Linked DNA regions of Mus musculus: region 2 is linked to region 1. A link is a contact called in public Hi-C data. All regions are on one chromosome and are shown on one strand. The core of a region is the stretch at or near the end of the contact, and the rest is flanking DNA. Distances in the headings are between cores, read along the strand shown. Region 1 holds the start of Vps36 (vacuolar protein sorting 36). Region 2 holds the start of Thsd1 (thrombospondin, type I, domain 1).

Region 1 (4,307 bases), core at 1,121-3,620:
TTGTCCTATTGTTATTGTCCTTTGCCTTTTCAAGTTTATAAGATCCCATTTGTCAATTTTTAGAGTCTAAGCCATTGGTGTCCAAGAAATTTTCCCCTGTGTAGGTGTATTTAAGGTTCTCCCCACTTTCTCTTCTATTAGATTCAGTGTATCTGGTTTTATGTGGAGGTCCTTGATCTACATGGACTTGAGCTTTGTACAGGGAGATGAGAATGGATCAGTTTGCATCCTTCTACATGTTGACTGCCACCTGAACCAGCACTATTTGTGGAAAATGCTGTCTTTTTTTCCATTGGATGGTTTTGGCTTCTATGTCAAAGATCAAGTGACCATAGGTGTGTGGGTTTATTTCTGAGTCTTCAATTCTATTCCATTTTCTATTCCATTGATCTACCCGCCTGTCACTCTACCAATACCATGAAGTTTTTATCACTATTACTCTGTAATGCAGCTTGAGGTCAGGGATGGTGATCCCCACAGAAGTTCTTTTATTGTTAAGAATTGTTTTTGATATCCTGAGTTTTTTTGTTATTCCAGATGAATTTGAGAGATTCCACCTCACACAAATCAGAATGGCTAAGATTGAAAACTCAAACCGGGCGTGGTGGCTCACGCCTTTAATCCCAGCACTCGGGAGGCAGAGACAGGCAGATTTCTGAGTTTGAGGCCAGCCTGGTCTACAAAGTGAGTTCCAGGACAGCCAGAGCTACACAGAGAAACCCTGTCTAAAAAAAAAAAAAAAAAAAAAAAAAAAAAAAAAAAAGAAAACTCAGGTGACAGCAGATGCTGGCAAGGATGTAGAGAAAGAGAAACTCATCCATTGCTGTTAGGATTGCAAGCTGATAAAACCACTTTGGAAATCAATCTGGTGGTTCCTGAGAAAATTGGAAATAGTTCTACCTGAAGACCCAGCTATACCACTCCTGGGCATATACCCAAAAGATGTTCCAACATATAACAAGGACACATGTTCCTTTATGTTCACAGCTGCCTTATTTATAACAGCCAGAAGCTGGAAAGAACCCAGATGTCCTTCAACAGAGGAATGGATACAGAAAATGTGGTATATTTACACAATGAAGTACTATTCAGCTATTAAAAATAATGACTTCATGAAATTCTTAGGCAAACAGAACTAGAAAATATCATCCTGAATGAGGTAACCCACAAAAGAACACACGTGGTATGCAGTCACTGATAACTGGATATTAGCCCAAAAGCTCAGAATACCCAAGATACAATTCACAGACCACATGAAGCTCAAGAAGAAGGAAGACCAAAGTGTGGATACTTCAATCCTTCTTAGAAGGGGGAACAAAATATCCATGGAAGGAGTTACAGAGACAAAGTGTGAAGCAGAGAGTGAAGGAAAGACCATCCAGAGACTGCCCCACCTGGGAATCCATCCCATATACAGTTACCAAACCCAGACACTATTGTGGATGCCAAGAAGTGCTTGCTGACAGAAGCCTGATATAACTGTCTCCTGAGAGGCTCTGCCAGAGCCTGACAAATACAGAGGGGGATGCTCTCAGCCAACCATTGTAAACCATATGTAGCAGATGATGGCCTTATCTGACATCAATAGGAGGGGAGGCCCCTGGTCCTGCGGAGGTTTGATGCTCCAGTGTAGGCAGGAGTAGGTGAGTGGGTGGAGGAGCACCCTCATAGAGGCAAAGGGGACGGAGGAGAAGGGGAGATGGGATGAGGGGTTGTGGACGTGTAACTGGGACGGGGGAATATAATTTCCAATGTAAATGAATAAAATGATTAATACAAAAAAGAAAATTATTTTTTATGTGTATGGGTATATTGCCTTCATGTATATCTGTCGCATTAAATGCATGTTTGGTGCTTTATTTCCATGTCACCTCCATCTATCTGGAGCTATTGGTCATTTTTTAAAGGTGGGTGGGTAGGTGGGTGAGGTGGTTCAGCTGGTAAGGGAGCCTGCTGCTAAGCCTCATAACCTAAGTTTGATCTCCCAAGATCCACACGGTCAAAGGAGCAGCTCTCATTAAACATCCTCTGACTCCCACAGGCTAGCCCTTGCATGTTCCCGACGCACACAAACCCTCATAAAATAAACAGAATGTAATAAAAATTAGACTAAAACAAAAACCGGAGAAGAGTGTATTACATAATATGCTGGTTACAGATATATTAAACACAACCTCTGCTGTCAACACTTATTTGGGAAGAAATAAAAAAAAAGTCCTTATTTACAGCTTTTAACAAGCATGTCAACAAGTTTGGCAGTGACAGGGGAGCAAATGTGCACGCGAGTGGCAGCCGCCAGGGGGCGCCGCCTGTCCGTGTCGGGGCGCCCCACCCCCGCCGGCCACCAGGGAGCGCCGCTCGCAGCCCGGGAGCACCGGCGAGCGGCAGAAGCCGGCCGGGTGGCGGCCATGGACCGCTTCGTGTGGACCAGCGGCCTCCTGGAGATCAACGAGACCCTGGTTATCCAGCAGCGCGGGGTGCGCGTCTACGACGGCGAGGAGAAGGTAGGGAGGAGGCCGCGCCGACCCGCGGCCCTCGTGCTGGGCAGGGCCTCACCCTCGGCCCTGGGGCTACCGGCCTCGGCCCGCCGCTCCAGCCGCACGGTGGACAGCGGAGCCGGGGCGCGGGCGAGCGGAGGTCTCGGCGGGTCGCAGCCCGGGACGGTACAGTTCCGCCTTGTGGCGAGCGAGCGCGCCACCGGAACGCCGTCCCCACCCTCCTGCTGGACCGGTGATGATTTGTTCTGGGCTGAGCCGGGGTCCCTCGCCCGGAAGGATTTCCGAAGGAGGCAGCAGGGTCCAGCCCCATGGGGTTTTCTGCTTGCTTTGTAATTACTTTAGGAAGTGGGCTTGAGGCTTCGTGTTCTGTTCTAGGAAGTCATGCAGTGAGCCCTTGCCTTGGAATGCAAGCTTAAATCTTAAGAGCCGGGCTCGCGAAGGATAAGAGAAAAACAACGAATTCATGTATTCTGTGCCTGGAAACCACATGCCATCTTGTCCTGAATTAAATGTACGACCTGAAATCAGGAGTGGCAAAAGAGCTCGCGTCCCCAAAAGCACTTTTAGTCTCCAGTTTTCACTTGAGGCATTCTGTCTTCCTCGCTGTGGTGGAAATGAAACCTCCCTCGCTCTGGAGTTTGATACACCTAGTCAGTGCTTACAGCTAACCCAGGTCCGCTCTGACTTAGGGTATTTTCCTATTGTTTTCGAGGCAAGCTCTTATCCGAGACTGCTTCAGTAAAGTTTGATTTACTTTTTAAGTAAACTTAGACTGTTCTGGGTTTGAGTAGCAAGTAAAAACCAGCCTAACTGGTCTGTCAGGTTGAGATAATAATCCACGGGAGACCCCAAAAGGGAACGATTGAGCAATCTCTTCACTACAGCAACAGCCTTTCACATTCCCCCTTGCTCCTTGACACAGCAGTGGTACAGACTCTGGCTTGAGCTTTAAATGTATAGCCTAAGCTTTGATTTCTAGAGGAAAAATGCAATGGTTCTTAGAACTGTGTGATCTACGGGCACATCGTGCACTTTCTCCTCTTTCTTTCTGTCTTTCTTTCTTTCTTTCTTTCTTCTCTCTCTCTCTCTCTCTCTCTCTCTCTCTCTCTCTCTCTTTCTTTCTATAGGGTTTCTCTGTATAGGCCCGACTGTCCTGGAACTCACTCTGTGGAACGGGCTGGCCTCGAACTCAGAAATCCGCCTGCCTCTGCCTCCCAAGTGCTGGGATTAAAAGAGTGCCCCACCACTGAGCGGCCATCGTGCACTTTCAAGTTAACATTTGTTTTGGAAATGTGAATTTTTACTAATTAACAAAAAAGAGATTCTTAAATTCGGTTGTTTGGTTTTGTGTAAGTCAGATTGGCTGAGACACTTAAAGTTAGGCCAAATTACATGCTAGAAGTACTTGAGCATGACGTCTTTTTATTTTTAAACATTTTCCTCGTTTTTAATTATGTGCCTAACATGTGGGTCTGTAAGAGCAGCTGTCAGCCTAGGCCAGAGGTATCAGACCCCCCTGGAGTTGGAGTTAAAGATTGTTGTGAGTTGCCATGTGCTCTGCTGGGTCCTCGACCAGGAAGCAAATGCTTGTGACTGCTGAGCCATCTCTCCAGCCGCCCTCCTCCCCATTTTGAGACAGGGTCCTTATATGTAGCCCTGGCTGTCCTGGAACTCACTATGCAGACCACGCTGGCCTCGAACTCACAGCGATGCACCTGTGAGTTCCCAGTGCTGTTGGAAGAAACTGGACTTGTAAAGTCTTTTCTCTGATTTGTCTAAGTGTTTTGGTAGAATATTGTGCTGTTTTGT
Region 2 (4,307 bases), core at 861-3,360, 34 kb after region 1:
CAATCACTAATTAAGGAAATGAGCTATATAGGCTTGCCTATAGTGTGATTTTTATGGAAGCATTTTTTTTTAATTGAGGTTTCAGATGACTCTAGCTTGTGTTAAGATGACATAAAACTAGCCAGGATAGTCAGTTTCTCATGAACTATAATTTAAAATGATGAGACATTTCAATAAGGCTGATACATTTTTTAAAGGATTTTTTATTACATTTTGTTTTTTTAACATTTCAAATGTTATCCCCTTTCCTGGTTTCCCCTCTGAAAACCCCCACCCCTTTCCCCCTCTCCCTGCTCACCAACCCACCCAATCCCGCTTCCTGGCCCTGGCATTCCCCTACACTGGGGTATAGAACCTTCACAGGACCAAAGGCCTCTCCTCCCATTGATAACCGACTAGACCATCCTCTGCTACATATGCGGCTAGAGCCATGAGTCCCAACCATGTGTTTTCTTTGGTTGGTGGTTTAGTCCCAGAGAACTCTGGAGGGTACTGGTTAGTTCATATTGTTCTTCCTATAGGGTTGCAGACCCCTTCCGCTCCTTGGGTACTTTCTCTAGCTCCTTCATTGGGGACCCCGTGCTCCGTCCAATGGATGGTTGTGAGCATCCACCTCTGTATTTGTCAGGCACTGCAGAGCCTCTCAGGAGACAAGGCTGCTATTTTTAAAATGCATGTAAGATTTAAGTCTCACAACCAAAAAGTGACCTTTTTTTGGTGAGAGTGTCCTTGGGAAGGTTAATACAGAGCAAGGTGCCTTTTGTGTTTCACTGACTCCCCACAAAACTTTAACTGCTATATTCCTTTTATTGCAGAGGAAAGCTGGGATTGGGCAACTCAGGGCTACCTGGAATCACCAAGTGCGACCATAAGACTTTACCCGCTGAACTCTACACAGGCGCTTCCATTGAGATTTTTTTAAATTGCATTTTGTTTTTTGTTTTCAAAACCAATAGTCCCAGGAACTATCTGATGTTCATATGGCAGGCACGAATTTGAAAGGGATCCTACCTTGAGCTGATGAATGACAGAGCAGATCGTATTGACGGCAGTGAGAACTTCCTTGGTCACTTGGTTGATTACTCCCTAGAAAAACTTGACCTTTGATGGCATCTAAGTGACTGCGCTGTCTTTTAAGATCAACTTTCTGCAACTGGCATAATCTCCAAACTTGAGGCGAAATTTACAAGCCAACCATTGGCTCCCCCTCACCAACTTGCTAAGCAAGAGCTCCGCTGCTGCTCTGTATGTAGTGCCTCGCCCACAGTCTGCCTCCAGGAACAGGCTCTCGTTTGTACAGTCCAGGCTGACCAGGTATGTGAAATCCTGTTTCCCCAGTTCCTGAGATTACAGGCACATGCCCCACATCCAGTCTCATGGGTCTGACACATGCACAGTAAATCCACACAACTCGGTCCTAACATGCTTCACTCCTCGAGAGTTTCCTGGTACCTCTTGCTGGGTGCTGGCCATCTAGAGGCTATGCTGATTTCTATTACTAAATTTGTCTGTTAAGTGGTTGTTACACGCAAAAGAAAGCTCACTGCACAGCGCTGGATGGCAAGTGCAGCTGTTAAACCACGTGAAACGTAGCCTCCGGTTCTTTCAGAAAGAAAATACTTGTAGAATAGACTTTTTTAAATGTTTATTTTTAAAATGTTTAATTAACCAAGTTTTGCTCCAGAGGAAGAGAAAGGAAAATGCGCTTTATCTGAAGTATATTCCTTTCAAACTCCAGTGACATTTGGGGGAGCAAGTTTAGAAATTACCCATACCACTTTTTGGCTCTTCTTGTGATCACCCTCCAAAAGAAAATGACATGGGGGAGAAGTGAATGGTTTAAGTGCAAGGCTGCTGGCTCTCTCTTAAAGCACTGGGTCTTTGCAGCGGGAAGTGGACTGTGGGTGTAAATACGTGCTGCACTAGCAGCGACCACACCTCCTAGCAGGGCCTCTGGACCCAGAGTTTCCTGCAGGTTTCCTCTCCACAGGGCAAGCTAGGGGCGGGCAGGAAAGGAAGATGCGCTGCCCAGGAGTGGGAGCGGGGCGGACCTCTTGCGCTTGACCCCCGCCCTCTGAGAGCCCGCCTCGGGGCGTGGTCCCGGCAGCCTGGGAGCGTGCCGGAGCTCTGGACCCGGGCGGGCGTGCAGCTGCGGGACGGGAGATGCTCGGTCAGTCACCCTGTGGCCGCTGAGGCTCCCCTCTCACTTCCGCCGTGCCAGACAGACCCGACCCGAGGTAAGGATCCGAAGCTCAGGTGGCCCACCACCAGGGCGGGCACCTGGCGCAGGCGTGGCCGAATGACGGGACTCTCAAAGGCAGGAGTTCAGATTGGAACCTTTGGAAACTCAACGTTGCGACATACGTTTGTGGCTTTCCAAAAGTCTCTTTCTGGGATACTAACAATAAGCAATGACCTCAGTAACAAGTTTTATGCTGACTACCACTGGACTGGGTTTGCACCCGGGAACTTGAAGCACCTCTGGAAAGTGAGTTGGTAGGAGAGCAGGGCTTCACGGGGGACGCACAGCTCACCCCATGGTTGGGATAGAGAAAGCTTGTTCAGAAGCGCAGCTCTGGGATCCAGATTGCCTCCTAACAGACATTATTCCTGGATCTATACACAGAAGCCTTGCTTGTGAAATTACTTTGTTTCTCCTTCTATTCTTTTATTTTCCTCCTTTTATTCTTTAACGATGTCCTGTGGATATAAATTAATTTTCCTTTGTTGTCGGCTATGAATCATTTAGCTGCTTTCTGAAAAGCTTGGCTTTAAGGGGGGGAGGGGGTGATTCTGTTAGCCATTGAGAATATCCACACACACTTTTCTCCACTTTCTCGGCTGGGACTTTTACTGTTTTTCTTAGCTCCAAAGGTTCAAACCCAGGGTCTCTCACATGCTAGGCAAGTCCTCTACCACCCAAGCCCTATACAAAGCATTTCAAACATCTTGAAAATGTTCCCACTTTCCTACTTTCTTAAAATGATTCTCAGCACCAAACATTTTACTCAGCAACTACTCAGGGAATTGGGGACGTGGTGAAAAAAGGTAATAATCAGTAGTGCCCCCTCCCATTTTAGAGGCTTATTATAATCATCATCATAGTGCATGCCCTAATGCTCAGGTAGACTGCGTTCTATAATTCCATCTCTGTCCAGCTCTAAGTACAGATCATCACACAGGTCTGTATTTAACCACCCATCTTCATAAGCAAGAAAATGCAATCACAGAATCAGTGATGAGAAAGAGTTTTAAGAAGAATATTATCTCCGAGAAGCAAGCCATCCAAGAAAGCTGAGTTCACCTTTCCGGAGGCCGCTGCTAGGTGGTGTCCTATTATGTTGTCTAGGCTGGTCTCAGACTCCTAGGCTTAAGCCATCCTCCTGCCTCAGATTTTGGGGGGAGCTACAGATGCTGGGGCCACCATGGGATGCTTCCTCTGAGTCTTTCATCTGAAGTCTTAAAGTCGTGTTCCCCATCCAAATTCAAGGTAATGATTAGATCAAATCCAAGGCGACTTCCACTAAAACAGAATTTCCTTTTTTGATGCGCTGAGGAAAGGAAGGGAGGCCAATCATCTGCATAGTTAAGCTGCAACCCCCACCCCTTCGTTTTCAGGAAGTGCAGAGTTTCCTTTGTTCTCCTAGCTCTTACTGAACAAAAGCTAATAGAGACACACCAGCTTCCTTCCCACTGAGTGGTGGCTTGTTTCAATCTGCCTGCTTAACTCTGTTAATTCTGTCTTCTATCAGAAGGTATGGAGTCTGTGTTTGCAAAGTTATACACGGGTAGAGATGCGCTTCAGTGGTAGAGAGCTTTCGTGGCCCACATGAGGCCACAAAGAAACTGTTATCTATGAATAACAAGGGACAGTAAGCATTAAGAAAGCATATTTTTTGGTTATGCTTAATAGAGCAGTTGGATTACTAGATTCTAGTACAAAGAAACTACCTTTAAGCGACCCAAGGCTTATTCTGTAGTACTCTAGTATTTCTATCCAGGTACAGTATCCCTTCCTACAATTCACCATGAACCTCAGGCCAGTAAGGTCTTCCCTTGCCCACCTACGTGGTCTGGGAAGATTGCTGCATGAATCAACCATCCCCTGATGCATATCAGCACCACTCATTGGAAGGCTGACAGGGGAAGGTAATTTTTATTTGTCTGTTTTCTCCATAGACTACCCAAACAAGAAAAGCAAGGCCAGATAGAGTTCACATAAAGTTGTAATATACTGAGTGTCTATTGTTTTGTTTTGTTTCTCATTTTGTTAAAAATTAAAAACATTTTTTCTTTTATTGAAAATA

Evidence for each region. Hi-C and Micro-C count contacts between places; a contact is called where the count stands out from the background.
Region 2: a contact with region 1 is called in a Hi-C map of the HPC-7 cell line, with 4 times the contacts expected there. The contact joins the promoter of Thsd1 here to the promoter of Vps36 in region 1. A contact is called at or near these places in 4 of 39 promoter capture datasets (the HPC-7 cell line, the SN4741 cell line, embryonic stem cells and 1 more), 8 of 484 Hi-C or Micro-C datasets (CD8 T cells, DN3 thymocytes, the HPC-7 cell line and 5 more), 8 of 115 datasets of contacts at active chromatin or transcription factors (the 230-238 cell line, the HPC-7 cell line, embryonic fibroblasts and 3 more) and 3 of 9 other capture datasets (adipose tissue, liver and pancreatic islet).

Annotation. Positions count from the first base shown.
Region 1 is chr8:22,190,463-22,194,769 of GRCm38.p6, forward strand. It overlaps Vps36 (vacuolar protein sorting 36), which reads left to right and starts at 2,371. Exons shown (of 14, transcript NM_027338.2): 1 at 2,371-2,504. The coding sequence starts at 2,409.
Region 2 is chr8:22,225,193-22,229,499 of GRCm38.p6, forward strand. Thsd1 (thrombospondin, type I, domain 1) reads left to right here and starts at 2,111. Exons shown (of 5, transcript NM_019576.2): 1 at 2,111-2,237.